2 separate regions of the Mus musculus genome follow, and region 2 is linked to region 1. A link is a contact called in public HiCAR-type data. All regions are on one chromosome and are shown on one strand. The core of a region is the stretch at or near the end of the contact, and the rest is flanking DNA. Distances in the headings are between cores, read along the strand shown.

What was found. HiCAR-type assays count read pairs that join an accessible place to other places.
Region 2: a HiCAR-type map of PVALB interneurons shows a contact between it and region 1, with 2.8 times the contacts expected there. The contact joins two enhancer-like sites. A contact is called at or near these places in 2 of 484 Hi-C or Micro-C datasets (cerebral cortex and embryonic fibroblasts) and 2 of 115 datasets of contacts at active chromatin or transcription factors (PVALB interneurons and neural progenitor cells).

Annotation. Positions count from the first base shown.
Region 1 is chr2:45,754,054-45,761,842 of GRCm38.p6, reverse strand. No RefSeq gene overlaps it. Among named protein-coding and RNA genes, the nearest start is that of 1700019E08Rik, 61 kb to the right of the region's middle. Within about 2 kb of position 4,467, at least 10 of the 459 cell types and tissues checked have an H3K27ac peak or open chromatin away from gene starts, as enhancers often do. A contact at or near this core is called in PVALB interneurons, where this site is marked.
Region 2 is chr2:45,920,926-45,928,714 of GRCm38.p6, reverse strand. No RefSeq gene overlaps it. Among named protein-coding and RNA genes, the nearest start is that of 1700019E08Rik, 230 kb to the right of the region's middle. Within about 2 kb of position 4,009, at least 3 of the 459 cell types and tissues checked have an H3K27ac peak or open chromatin away from gene starts, as enhancers often do. A contact at or near this core is called in PVALB interneurons, where this site is marked.

The sequences.
Region 1 (7,789 bases), core at 3,218-5,717:
ATATAGAAAGTATTGGTCTTTGTACATAGAATGTACTAGTGAACAATTTCTTTAAATGAAATGAACAAAGCTGAAAGGCCATCATGCAAAGGCTGTATAGGACCAGCCCATGTATGTTCATGTACTGTGAGACACACCTGAGAAAATAATATGAAGCAGGGGAGGTTCATTTTGTTTCAGGCATTCAGAACTTCCAACCCTTGGCTGCAGGCTATATAATGCTTTGGGACCTGAAATGAAACAAAAGATATAGTACAAGAAAGATTCTAGCTTCATTCAAACCAGGAAGCAGAAAGTAACAGATAGAAAGATTCCAAGACAAGAAACTATTCCAACAACCTGGCCCTCACAATGTATTTTTCCAGCTAGGACTCTATACTAAAATTCTACCTCCTCGAATTAAACCTTCACCTGGAGACCAAGTCTTCCACACATCTGCGTATGAGGGCCATATCCTCTTTAAACCATTATACTATGCCTACCTAGGAAATCACATCCCTCAGATTGAAATATAAGTAACCATAAGTTTGCCTTAATTAGTAGTTAAAACTCTTATGAATGTACAATAACAAACAAATAATATAAGTGTTATAACTCTAAATAGAAAGTGTATATGTTATAGTATACTCGGTGGGAATAATTTTTTTGAAAATTCTTATGTATAAATTTAAAGGTTATAATTTTTTTCATTTTTTATTGTGTCGCACCCACCTCGTCCAGCAAGGAACACACAACACGGACGGATTCTTCTCAACAGCTTTATTGCAGGAACGCCTCGATGCTACGGGAACTCCGGGCACACAGGGAGGACTCTTTATATACACCCCAGCACAGGGAAAAGCTTTGTGTCCTCCTGGGATTGGTCAGTCTGCCGGCACCTTAATTTGCATGCACCCGCTCAGGAGGGGTTGACACCAGATTCGGGCTAGCGCCTGCGCAGTGGTGTTGTTTGGGTGTACCAGAGACTGGCGCCATCTTTTAGGCGCCGGCTGCCTACATTATTGGTTATTTTATTTATTTACATTTCAAATGTTATCCTCCTTCCCCATTTCCCCTCCACAAGCCCCCTATCCCCTCCTCCCTCTCCCTGCCTCTATAAGGGTGCTGCCCTACCCACTCACTCCTGCCTCAGTGGCCTAGCATTCCCATATCCTGGGTCATCAAGCCTCCACAGGACCATGGAGCTCTGCTCCCAGTGATGCCAGATAAGGCAATCCTCTGTTACATATCCAGCTGGAGCCATGGGTACTCCCCCCCCCACCCCCCACCCCACCCCCGTACTCTTTTGTTGGCAGTTTAGTCCCTGGGAGCTTTGGGGAAGGGGTTCTGGTTGGTTGATACTGTTTTTCTTCCTATGAGATTATAATTTTATAAATATCATGCCTTGTGTCTCTACAGATAAAATTAGTCTATTAGTTTGAGAAGTATAGAGATTTGAGAAATGCAAATACAACTACTTACATCTATTCTCAAACCTACTTGAACATGAAAATTACCTGAAGAGGTTTGAAAATCATCTAAACAAATCACTACCCTTAGATATTCTATTTTTATTATTGGAAGGCAAGGAGATATTTGGCCAAAAGCAACTTCAAAGAATCCCAAAAGATGCTATTGGGTAACCATGTTCATCAGTGATATGAAGAATTAAGGATTTACAGAAATTACTACTGGTATGAGGATGTAGTTAAAACAAGACATATGTAATTTGCCTTTACTAGTCTATATTTCTTTAACATCTAAAGAAATTATAAAAATAGGCCAATATTAGGAGTTGGTTGAAGTTTATCAAAACCTTCAACATTGAGAAAGATTACGTGAAGACTTGTTTTTATGCCTTGGCAGCTCTGGGGTTGGAACTTGTACTAATGTCATATCAGAATTATAACACACTGAAAGATTCCAATACCACAAGTAGTTTGAAAATAATTTACAGTCTATGTGTGATGATAAAACATCTGTTTTGATGTTGTACTAGATGTAGACTGACCTAGGAGACACACGTCTACCTGTGAGGCATGTTACAAAAGAAGGTTCATTCAGCAAGGAAGACACCCTTAAAATGGGTAGCACCCTGCACTGTACTGAGGAGGTCTTGGGTTAAACACATAAAATTAAAAAAAAAAAAAAAAAAAAAAAAAGGAAAGAAGACAGGAAAAAGAGGGTATGTGCCTCTGCTTTCTAAGAGTATGCACAATGTGACCAGTACCCTCATAGTCCTTCCGTAGTACTTCCAGAGTCCATCCCTTCTCAGTTACCATGCTGATACAGGTATAGAACCCAACACTGTAATCAATAACCCTTCCTCTCTGAGGTTGCCTTTCTTAACTATTTTGTCAGAGTATAAAGAAAAGTTGCTAGTACACTGTACTTGAAATAGACTATTACAGAAACCTGTTCTGGTGAGAGAGAAAAGAAACAAGATACTTATGGTATAATTTAACTCCCTAGAGGATGTGTAAAGGGACATTTGGAAGCATCCCAGTCTACAAAATCTATCTTCAGAGAAGAAAAGAATTTTAACTAGTGATAGTTCTGAACTATGGAATAGATTGTCTTTGAATAGTTTGAAATAAAAGCCTCTTTTAGCATATCGGATATTTTAGCAACCTCTCTACTCAATGGTGCTATTTAATATTCTCCATGTAGCTTTTAGAGAGCTTAAAGTTTCTGAGTTTTGAAGGTAACTATTCACAAAATGTTTGTTTCTTCAAAGACCTATTGGGTTTTTTGTCTTTGTTTAATGTTTCATTTCTCTACCTGTAAAACCATAAGCGATTTATTTATCTGGGTTCCCTTCTAGGCTGTTTAATCAATTGCCTAGCCACTTTTAGATCTCAGTACTTCCCTTGGTTCATCCAACGTTTGGACTCTCTAGACTTTCTAATTACAAAGTTTCCTCTATCTCTTCCAAAAGTTCCCAATTTTCCCTATACCCCTCTGATGCTAATCTTCATTTCTATGGATACTGAGTACACTCTGCCGGGGCCTTGGAGTGGATTATTTCTATTCCTCATAGCTAACTTTAAGACATAGACACATAAATTTCTTACTACAAATTTCTAAAGATAAGTCTTAATGGCATTTACAACTGGACCTTAGAATATACTTCACACTGCTGATATGTGTCACCAACTCTGGTAAACAGGTCCAAGTGGGTGGGGCCCACAGGGCTGAGTACATCCTTCAAAGATTCTCTGTGAGTAGAACCCCTCGAAGAGGCGGCACTGTTATTGCTCTTATTCTACCAGAGCACTACTATTAATACAGCCTCAGGGCCCATCAGCCTTTTTGGCAGCCGCATTACTGTTGGCTCCTACTGAGATTATTGTCAACTAAATGCCTAAGCTTCTTTCACACATGCTGTTGCTAAGTCATTTTACCACAACCCCACCCCCATCCCTATCCTTGTGCATTTTGTTTCTGGATCCAGGTGTGGGACTACACCATCATTCTGATCGCATGCAATTATCGTAGAGTCAGCCTGTTAGTTCTGTCTTTTTGCATTTTTTCCAACCTGTTCCTGCATCTGCTTGTGGGGTAAACGGGAAGTACAGGAATTCTGTCGCTTGGTAATTTCTTTCTTCCTCACACCTCGAAGTTGGTGTTCCCAAATCTACCCATGTCATTGTCAGTTCACATATAAGTTATTGACAAATCTCTTAACCAAGCACAATTTGCAGCAGCCCACAGAAGGAGGAAGAAGGAATGTGCTTCAAGGAAAACAGAGCGGCTGGGCTGTGCCCCTCAGTATCCAGTATGAGGAAATCCTAACAATATGTGAGTTTTGTTGGGCTCCAGCTGAGGATTCAGATAATTGCAAAGAATTTAAGAGTCGGTGCTCAGGTAGGCAAAAAATTTTCAATAGTTTAAAGCAATGAAACTGTTTCTAGACTGCTCACTCAAACTAAAGTGTCCACACACGTTAAATCCCAAGGAAAATAAAGAGCTCAGAAAAGATGGGAGAACAAGACAGGATAAACACTGTAAAGATTTTGTCACCAAAAAAATGTCACTACCTGCTTAAAATTGTGTAAATATTATGACTGGATGCATCGCAAAGTTTTCATATGAGGTCAGAGATGGAAAACATATTTGAAGAGAAACCAAACTTCTGCTTTCTTTATCCGTTGACCATATTTTCTCCTTTTTCTCAAGCCTTAGACAAATACTGAGTGACCTAAAAAATGTTAAAGAAAACGAGAATGTTCCATGCCAGATAGTTTTTATCTTCTTCCTCTAACAGCATCCAAGAAACTAAAAAGGGAAAAGTGGAGAGAGGAGGGAGATAATCAGAGTTGATTGTGAATCTGGGAAAAGTCTCAACTATGTATTGAGATTCTCAAAATGAAAGAGGAAAGATCACAAGAGAGGAAATGAATAGCCATTTTGCCCATTGCCAGTGCTAGGCTAGGCTCCCCGTTCTTCCAGCTGTGGTGGAGGCTTCAGTTTCATCCTTCAGATCTGAGTTAGATGCAAGCATCTCAGCTGCTGCTCTTTCTGGTGTCTGCCTCTCTTTAGAATATCCTAAAGATAGCATTCTAAGAAAATTCATGGGCAGGCTGAGGAAATTTCTTCAGGGAGGGATGAAACCACCCTCTCTCTGGTAGCAAAGGCTTTTCCACCTGCAAAGTATAAACTATGAAAAATAGAAAAGATTTTTAAGGGAAGAATCAGCAGCCAAAATTCATGGCTTGGCTCTACACAGGAGAGATTCTCTTTCCCTCTGGAGGAGTCTTAGCACAGGGACCCATTGCTGCCTCCTTAAAGGTTTTTGTTTGTTTGTTTGTTTGGTTGGTTGGTTGTTTTTTTTTTCCTAGTGCAGTGATTTGCTGAATTTGTTTAGTATTTATAGATGAGCCCCCATCTGAGCCAAGAAACACAAAATCTGGTTCACACAGATGTAAGCTGCCATCAGTGTGCAGATGTTTCCTGGTAAGGACTTGTTTGTTCTGTACCTAATACTGTTCTGCTATCCTTTCTCGGGCATTTCAAGAGTGAGCTGAGCTACGCAGCCTTTGCCATTATGGTAGAACTGGTGTATCTGAGTGTAGATCTGCAACATTTCCCTGAACCCCAAGGCTTCTCAGTGAGCTAATATAGCAGCCGGCCTCAGTTTGCATTTTGATAAATTCTCCAATGTTGTTGAATCTCTTGTTCCACAGGCCTCTTCTAAATACCAAGGCACTTATCTGACCACTCTAAGGACTGGGGAATTAAACCATTCTATAAACTGGAGAGACACACGTGGGAGGTAGGTTCTCAGCATACTGTGGCACCCACCTGCTCCAAGAACAGGCATTTTCTATTCTTACAATCAGCACTTCCAAGCAAAGATAGAATAAGATAGGACCGAGGAGAGCTTGTACAAGCTGCATAGAGAATAGAACTTATGTAAAATTTGTGGATTAAATAAAAAGTTTTGCTTTCTTTAAAGTTCTCCAGAGGAAAGTCAGAGGTACTATAATCTCCCTTGCTAACTCCTTCCATATCTAAAAGCATTATTCAGAACATTCCTGCTAGGAATATAAGCCCATTTTCAATTGCTAATGAGGCATTCTATATTATACTACTAAGGAGCTGATGTTGGAAAATAAATGTGTCTATGAAGTAACCACATGAAAAAAAAATAAAATTGAAATAAAAATAATTAAATGCAGCCAACTGCTTTAAGCGACCATTTCATCACATGGTTAGAAAAGTATTCAAAAAGCTATCCAAAACCCGTTCCCCTCTGTTACTTCTTGCCTATTGCTCTACCACAATGAGCCCTATCAGTTCTGTTGTCTCCATGCATTTCCTTGTTCTGTGGCCAATCCTGAGCTTTGTCAATGGCTAAACTATGTCTTCTTTGGTGCTTATCTGGCTTTATAAATTTATAAACACAGAACAAAGTTTGCACTTGGCCCCAAAGGAAGGTAAACGAGTCAACTGTCTAACTGAAGACTTGGTATCAGAAAAGAGAACACATTCACTTCACAAAGCCATTGAGTAAACTAGGGGAAAGTGTTACACTGCTGCTGGAGAACTCAGAGATCAGCATTTCCTTCAGTCTTGGACATAGTTCATGACTGTCTATTAACACACATCCACTCTTATGAACAGGGAGAATTGGAGGAAACAAACTGGAATGCATGCAGCTTTCTGTTTATGAAAAGGCAGGGTGGTTATTCCAGGTTATCAATATACCAAAGAACTCATGGACTTATGAGTTAGAAAAGCCAATGAATGATTCATTACATCTTGACTGGTGTTATTTTATCTGCTCGTTTTATTCTATTTTGATCACACTTATTCTATTTTGATACAGGTCACACTTAGATTTTATATGTAAACCTGGGTAATTACAAAGCATTGCCCTGTACTCTCCCCCTCCCCCAAATTTTGCTAACATGATTAAGAACAAAATTTGTGTCCTGAAATAGTGACCCTCATAGGGAATCTCTTGCTATGATAATAATAAAGAAAATCCAGCTGGGGATGAGGACAAGCCAAAGAACATTTGGTTTTATACATGAGGCCCTGGGTTGGTTTCTCAGTACTGCAAAATATAAAATAAAATAAAATTGGGGAAGAAAATGTGGGTGGATTTCATACTTCATTGTATTTATGTATAAAATTCTCAAGAATGAAAGTTTATTTTTAAATTATTAAAATGAAAGGCTTTAGGGAAAATGCATGCATATATACATTTTTATTGTTTAAAAAGTAACGGATACAAATCTTTATCCACTCAAATCACCACCACATTCTAGGCATCTTCTAGTAGTTACTAGAAACTAAGCTCTCAGATTGTAGAGAAGGTTCACTAGACAAAAATGCTTGCTGTATGAAAGTCTGAGCTGAGTTCAGATCCGCAGAACCCATATAAAGCTTCACCTGTGTCTAGAATGGGAGGTAGACACATGGGAGAATCAGTGGAAGCTCATGGACCATCTATCTTTGAGCTGCCAAGTAGCCAATAAAAAAGATGCTGTCTCAAACAAGGAGGAAAGCAAGGATCACAGCCAAGTTTGTCCTCGGACCTCCATATGCATTTGGTAGCCTGTGTGTATTCACACTTACATTTAAATGCACAAACACAAACATGTTTGCACATACAATAGATTAGAATTCAAATTCAATTAATTGTTATTATTCTGTATATATCTTATTATATGGGCTAGATTTCTAGGAAATAAATGACAATAGTAAGAATTTGGGGAGTAGAAATGGAATGAAAATATCCTAAGCTGTTTCTCAAACCATTCCTAAATTTTAAAGGCACATTTCTGCAGCCTTATTTAGCACACTATACATACATATGCGCAGACACACACATAGACATAGAAATGAAGCAAAGCGCCACACAACCTAACTGTACTGTATGCAATTCTGGTGCCTTCTGATACTTCCTATTCTTTTCTGCTTTGGTACTGACAACGTATAATGCTAAGTTCTGCAATCATGGAATTTTACAAAAAGTCTTCATCATTTGTGCTGAAGCAAGAGATCTGGATGTTTTAAAGAAGTCCTATAGCAGTGATCAAATATTCCCCTTGTATGTTTATCACCGAATGGTTTCTCTGTACCACCTTAGAGTTTGATATAATGGAGGTTTTGTATCTATGTTCCCTTCTTTTTGACTCCTGTGCATTTGAAGACGGCTGCAAAATACATGTTACACTGGCAGACAGTGTAATGTTAACTAACACTGTGCTTGGCTAAGGTGCAGTTTCAATGAATGCTTTGTTACGATCCCAACTTGGTACTCAAAGTACACAATCCAGGGTGTCACTATCCCTATTAC
Region 2 (7,789 bases), core at 2,760-5,259, 170 kb before region 1:
AATTCAAGGTCTATTTTGCATGGCCTTTTAAACCTTTGTTGTCATCTTGGATATTTCTCTTACTAAAACCTATTGCAGATGCAAAAGCCAGGATTAACCCCTTTATCACCACAAAACAGGCCAAAGAAAGACTTAGACTTTGCCATTATAGCTTGTTAACTACTGTTCAATTAACACAAAATTGGTGTATCAGTCTTACTCATAAAAGAGAAATTTGTGTTTTGAAGATGTAAAGATAGTATGCCCAAGTCATATACTTACCATGAAAAGTCTTCAGGTAAAGATGCTGAGGCTGCAGTTAAAATGATTAAATGCATGACTTGATGTAAGTGGGATGAATATATAAATATATAAAACTTCAAGTGAAGCCTAACCTCTTAACTATATTTCCAAATGTGACTATAATCATTTTATAAACACTCTACTAAAAATACTCTGAGATAACTATAACATAGAGATAACACTTGCATATAATAACAAACACCATTTCGTAGCCACAAACAACTCTTCTCATTTCATTGTACACTTTAAGAATATTATGATATTACATCCTTAATTCTGATTTTGGGAATTTTTGTTTTTCAAATTAAGCAAAATTTTGTTCAGTTTTTCAAAAGTACAACCTAGCTCTGTTCAGGAAATAAAATTCTCCAAGGTTAGGAAGAAAATGTAAATATTAATTATTCTAAATCTTTAGTGGTTATCTGTTTTAGTTACTGTTCTATTTCTGTAAAAGACACCATGAGGAATAAAACTCATATAAAAAAATTAATAGGTGCTTGCTTATATTCAGAAATTTAGACCATTATGATCAAGGTTAAAACATGGTGCACGCAGGCCTACATGGTACTGGAGAGGTAGCTGAGTGTTCTAGATCCAGATTTGCAGACAGTAGGAGAAAAGAGAGAGCCATTGGGCTTGGTTTAAGTATTTAAAGCCCAGAAGCACAACCCTTGTGGCACACTATAAATGATACATATGCTTAAAATTAGGTGAACTTTCCACAATGTAAAAATTTTCTGAATTAACTTCTAAAACTTCTAAATTCAAACTCAACTCATTGGTAAAAATAATTCTGTTGCATTTATGGCAAAATACACTACATGTATAATTCATCCCACCTCATTGAAATGACCATTTCTGTTCTCTTGGGTATACACTAAAATTTTTAACATGTGTTCATCTAAAAGTGGGGAATGCTGCCATGAACGGTAGATTATGTTTCTGCTTTTTTATTTTTTGAAATATACTACTGCAAAAGAAAACTTATGAATGTGCATATGCAAGGTGACTAAAACTAACAAAACACACTGGACACACTATAGATGCAGAAAAATTTCCTATTTCTATCAGAGCACATTTTTCTATATGCAACATTACTTGTATTATCAGGGGCAGGATGGGTGCTTAGGAGAGGAGATAGCAGGTGGGCTAGGCCAGGTAGAAAAAAGGAAGGTGTGACCACCCAGCAAGTGCTGGTAAACTGTGCAGTTTGCTTTTATCACTGTCCAATAAAGAAAGACCTAAAGAAGGAAAGATGGAAAAAGAGAGAGAGAGGAAGGAAGGAAGGAAGGAAGGAAGGAAGGAAGAAAGAAAGACAGAAAGACAGGTAGAAGGAAAGAAAGAAAGAGAGAGAGAGAGAGAGAAAGGAAGGAAGGAAGGAAGGAAGGAAGGAAGGAAGGAAGGAAGGAAGGAAGGAAGGAAGAGGAAGGAAGGCAGGCAGGCAGGCAGGCAGACAGAAAGGAAGAAAGATACCATCATGCATAGGAAGGGCATGGCCATGGTCAGAACTGTGTCCATGTGAAGGCAGCCCAGTTTTAGGGGGAAAGTAAAGTGTCCAAGACATGAGAGCAGTTTGGAGGTTTGGCCAAGGAGTGTGGAGATGGTAATAAGGTCTTGCAGTAGCTGCCTGGGGACAGGCATTGACCTTGAAAAACCCAAAACCCAGCTCAGTTCATAACCACAGGTTTGCCTTGGAGAAGACGGTGATATTTGAAAAGATACGTGAGACGTGAGCCTTTATCATTAGGAACAGACAGAGACATGGTGAGCTGCTGTTCTTGTTTCTCAGTGTGCAGTGATCAAGAAGAAAATAAGTAAACTTCAGAGAAAGAGTAGAACGGAAGCTGAGATGCCTGATGTAGATCTGCAACCCGCAAAGCGCTGGGAAACCACAACAGAAGAGGTTATGGAGTTCTCTTTGAAGGTCTCAAATTCTTGAATCAATATTTTCAAGTCTTGGGTCAATTTATTTGTGAACAGAAATATTGTGAGATAATGTTAAATAAAAGTAAAATATCTCAAAAATTTGTTTTCACGATTTGTGCTGAACAGCAAAATGACTGGGCTATCCTGCCCACTCTTATGCCTCCTTCCTAACAGCATCACTCTGCATCAGCTCACTCTTCCTAAGAGCATTGTCCCATCTGTCGCAGCATTGCTAACACCTCCACCGAGCTGAACCTATATTCTCCACATCCTATCACACAGAAAGGAGGGAAGAGAAAGGGAAGGTGGTGGAATCTGAGCTCATAATCAATCAACAACCTTCCCAAGACTCTACTCATCCTAACTTGTTATGGGGTATGTCAGGACTGCCTGGGTGCTGAGTGGCACTGTGCTGACTACGAGGGATAACATCAAATGAGCACAGAGAAACAGGAAGCATCTTAGAGCTGAAAACGATTCGCTTGGATAGAAATGAGTGTGGGTGGAGAGAGAGCTCCATCTGGGAGCCTCATGATGACAGTGCCACAATGTGTAAGAACCTTAGGAACCACATCCAGAAACTGAATTGAGGCATTCTCATAACCGCAACAGGGAGCCTTGGAAGGAAATTTCAGCAGGGAAATCAGAAATTAGAAGTGTGCTCAGGATTATATTTGGCTAAGATTAGAGGGAGACTAGTTTGGGGCACAGAGCTCTGTTTGCATTCTTCAATAGAGGCCCAGGTAGAGCATGATGGTGAATCATACCAAGAAAGACCAGTTATAAGTGAACCTTGACTAGGACACAGAGTACACTGAAGGGAGCAGAATAGAGAAAAGGGTGACCCCATCACCACCACCTTTCTAGTGCCAGAACACACAGGAACTGTGACTTTAGGAGAAAGAAAAGAATTATATTTTAAAACTGGCTATAAATTGTGCCTTCAATAACCTGCCACTGGTCCTCGTCCAGTACATTATTAATTATTGGAAGATTCTGCATAGAGATTGGATATTTTTATTAAAATTGAAGTGTGCAAAGTACAAAATGCCCTAAATTATCACAATGAGGAAATCTAATTGGCATCAATTAGCATCTTGAATTCCTTTCCGAAAATTGATGATCTTGTTCTTTCAGAAAATAGTTTTCAAATATGCAGACCATTACCATTCTTAAAAAAAAGTTTTCTAAATTATATATGTGCACATATACATATATGTGTGTGTTTATGTAATGTATAGTTTATTAATGCATAGGTAGCGTTCATAGCATTACCAAACTCAAAACAGTATTTTTGTATCAGTTTCAAACTCTCTCCTTCCTATTGAGAAGCCTTTCAGCGGGATGCAAAATGTACTGTACCTTCTTTTACTCCAGACTGCAGGAGTGCAGAAGTATACACAGCTTCCTTCAGAAATGAAATCTTCACTCACAGATGTACTTGTGTACTCCTTATGCCAAGATGAGACAGATGTGGCTCTATTCACTCAGGGACAGGTGCTATGGAGAAAGAGATAAAACATTTGGAGAGAGTGTACGCAACTGCATTGCTGTTGCTAAATAAATAAACTCTCTGCCAGAATTAAAAAAAAAAACTTTGTTTGCTTATTTCTACTTATTCCTTCTTAATGTTTATTTTAAGATTTAGTGGACCTGAGGTCTTTTCAGCTTCACTTATCTACACAGATTGTTACAGAATGTACGTGTATTTACGTGTATTTGAATAGGTTATATGTGAATGAGTAGTACAGAGCCCTATGTGCCATTTTATACCCAATATCATTCACTTAAAGAAACTTCCCTTCCTTCCATACACAGCCCCAATTCGCTCAACTTCTAATAATATCATCTTCACAATCCTTAAAAGAAGCATAAATTGTATAATTGGGAAGCCAGGAAAGTTCCAGCCTTTTGGATAGGGGAGAAAAACAACTGCATATTTTTCTAAGAAGCATTTTGGTGAGCTGCAGACGGAGAACAGTGCCGGGAGAAGAAATCTGCAGCTGCTGGATTAGGGCAAAGAAACAGAAGATGATTTTGATTTTAAAGATTCATATTAAATCTGATTCCAAAAGAAGGATTGGGTGGGCATCAGCAGATGGGAGAGGAAAGGCGAGTGGAAGAGATGATGTTGATTTTAAATGTATTCAATCATACTGAGAAAGAAAGAAGAGAGGAGTCTGCAGCTGGGCTGAGGAAGGAAGGTGGGGAACTATGCTAGAATATTGTCCCAGGAGGACCAGGAAATATGTAAATACATAGAATGATGCTACAGGATGACCGGGTTGTAAATGGAAAAAATGCCTGCCAGTGTAGACATAGAAATAAATAATAATATTGACTATTAGTAGGGTTAGGAAATAGACTCAGATTCATACTCAGATCAGAAAGTCAGTAAACTGTTGGATATGAGTACATTATAATGAAGATTCATTCTGCTTATCTGATTCTGCTATTATATAAACTATTTCATGATCATTCTTTAATAATCAGTCAACCAAAATATACCAGGTATTGACACGCTAATGAATATCGTGCCCTGCTGAATTTGTGATTCTTAAAGTGGTATACAAATTTTCAGAATTTTGGAGCATCATATTAGGTATATAATTTGAGGGTGGGTTGATATATTTGTACAATGAATGTGAAAATTCCTCAATAAATAGTCAATAACCTGAGTCTTATATGTGGAAATTTTAAGTACATATGGAGCCTGCAATACTCTGAGCATAGTTTGGGGGTTTTGTTTTGGTGAGTTTATTTGTTTATTCATTTATTTGGTTTATTTTCTTGTTATTTGTCCTGCAAAATGTAGTTCAATATAATTGAACTTTCTTTTTTTCATATTGTGAGTTAATGCTGAGTTGCATGTGTTAAACTTCCATAGACAATTCCCCTACCAGAGACACATGGTTACTACATAACTTCACTGCTTTCTGCATTTCAATTAGGAAAGCTAATTGCTTTTGTTTCTTCATTTCAAAGTGTAACTTAAAACCTGATATTATAGATTCCAGGTATCTGAGATCCTTTTCAACAACACCTACATTGATTTTTTACACTGCACTTTTAAGTCAACCAGCATATCGGTGAAGTAATTTATAACTAAAATTCAAATTCATGCTGCAATAACCAGACAGTTGTTTGCTTTTTACAGAAAAATGCAAACAAAAATAATTTCCACGGTGCCACATTTATTTTGCTTAGGATTATTTACCATATTGAGATAGTGTTTGTGAAAGACAATTTAATATTTAGATCTAATTCTTACATCTCTAATGATGTGATTTCAGATATAATAGATATTTTGTTGATAACTAGCAATATCTTCTTTTTAGTAAACTAAACTATTTCAGTTTGGAACAATGAAAAAAAAAAGACTAAGCACTCACAATATTCTCCAAATTAAGGAGCATTGCTGGATTATAGGGTAGGGAATGTGGCACAAAATCAGTCTTTAGTTGTTGCTATTTGTTTGTTTGTTTGTTTAGCCAGTCTCCCTTCCTAGGAGGTGCCTTTATCTATGCTTTTCAAAGCTTGACCAATGAATCCAGCGTAACACAAATATATCTCTTAGCCGCAGAATAGTCAAGGCCTTAACTGGTTAAATACAAAGGAGAGATTTCAGTTTGTCTGAATGCCAGAACGCACACAAACAACAATTATCAAAAGCATAAAATTCATCTTTATACCCATCGAGAAGCTCTGAGTAGCAATGGGCGCCCATTGTTCAACGTCACTCCGTGTGCTCCTAGGCAGCTCTCTTAGAAATACAATCTTTATTTTATTTTTTTTTCCTTACAATTTCTGTCAATAACAGTCTTGAAAGTAGGTTGTATTTTTCCCTTTCAGTGAAGCTGGAAGAGGCAAGTGTATATAAAAAATACTGTTACTTCCTTACATTTATATTTTGTACAACCCAGCATTGATTTGCTCCTTATTTAAGCAACATTTTCTTGATAAATTAAAAAAGCAGCAATAGCCATTACTGCAGGCTATATACAGCCTCTAATATCACTTAAGCATATTACAGAATATAATATCTGGTACTTAACGACTAACTTGCATATGAAAGCTCACATAATGTCTCATAAAACCCTTAAAATGGCTTCAGTTTAAGAGTCTCTTTAAAAAAAAAACACCTTCAGGGAATATTGTAAATGAAGTAGCACTCTAGCCCTGGAAAAAAAATTCACACACTTGCAGAAATTTTTAATATAAATTGAACACATTAAAAATTAATTTTGCATGACCATTTCGCATTGCGGTGCCAATGCATAGTTAAGATAAGGCCTTAACTCTTCTTTGTTTAAAGTAACGCGGAAGCTCTTGGCTTTCTCTTTTCTGCTTTCATCTGTACGTAATTATTATTTTCATTAATCAGAAAACGGACCCCCTTTTTTCCTATTCTGACAGTCTCAGCTGGAGTTGAAAGAAACCCTACCTGAGTCACCAGGGTAACTTAACCATAAACTTCTAGGCAACTCATTAAAGGAAGGTGTGAGCTGACAATTAAGGAAGGCGGCTATTCTCCTTCATCCCTTTAAGTCAAGGAGCTCAGAGCAAAGCTTACTCTTCGGAAAAGCAGATATCTTCTGGGAAGACCTGCATAGCTGTACCATCTTCTCTCCCCAGACTGCAAATTTGAATCTGCTCATTTGCTCCAGCTGTGTCGGAGACTGCCCTTCCTTGTCTGTGTGTTTTTAGCTTGATCATTAACAAAGAAACACAATATAGTTTTTTTTTTCTTTTTGTTAACATATTATTTGTTGATGATGATGACAGGGGGGCAAAAATAACAACCAAAGGCATTCTGTTGTATACGTACAGATCTTTTTATTAGTCTCATGGCCATAATTTTACAACAAAATTCCCCAAGTGTGCATCAGTTGCAATAAGACATTGACTGATCTCTTGCTCTGAAGAGAGCTGGTGCTGCGTGGATGTGGCATTCAGTAGCTGTCTATGGTTCTGACCTGAGCAGGCAGTGCATGCCAGTGGGAGCTTGCAGAGAGTCAGTGGGATGGTTCTCAGATTCCATCTCAAGTGATCAATTTTCAAAAGGTGGGGAAGGGTGGACCTAAGCGTGAGCCCCAGACCTGAGATCAAAGGTGCTATGTAAATCTGGCAAATGAAGAGAGACAGAAACTAAGAACACATTTTCACCTCTCAGATTAGAGATTTTACTAGGCAAATCTTAAAGCCTGAAATTGGAGGCAAATATTGGGCTTCTGTCAAAAATTATTGCTGATCATACTTGGAAGAAGACAGAGTTTTGGATATGAGTGTTTTTGTAGCCTCCCTATTCTTCTAAAAGCCCCTTTGAAATATTACAATGCATCCCCAGGTCTCTCTGCTCATAGACTTCATGCATTCACAACATAAGGTTCACAATCATTCAGACGCCAAAGCCTTCGAGAATACATGCCTAGTTGTGCTGACTTCCAAAGAGATATTAGACTCTGGTGATATTATTATATATTGAAAATCATCATTTCAACTATTCAAGCACACTGAAGTTGATATGTCTGGAAGAGTTGAAAATAACCGTCTAACTGTTTCCAGAAGCATACACATCTTC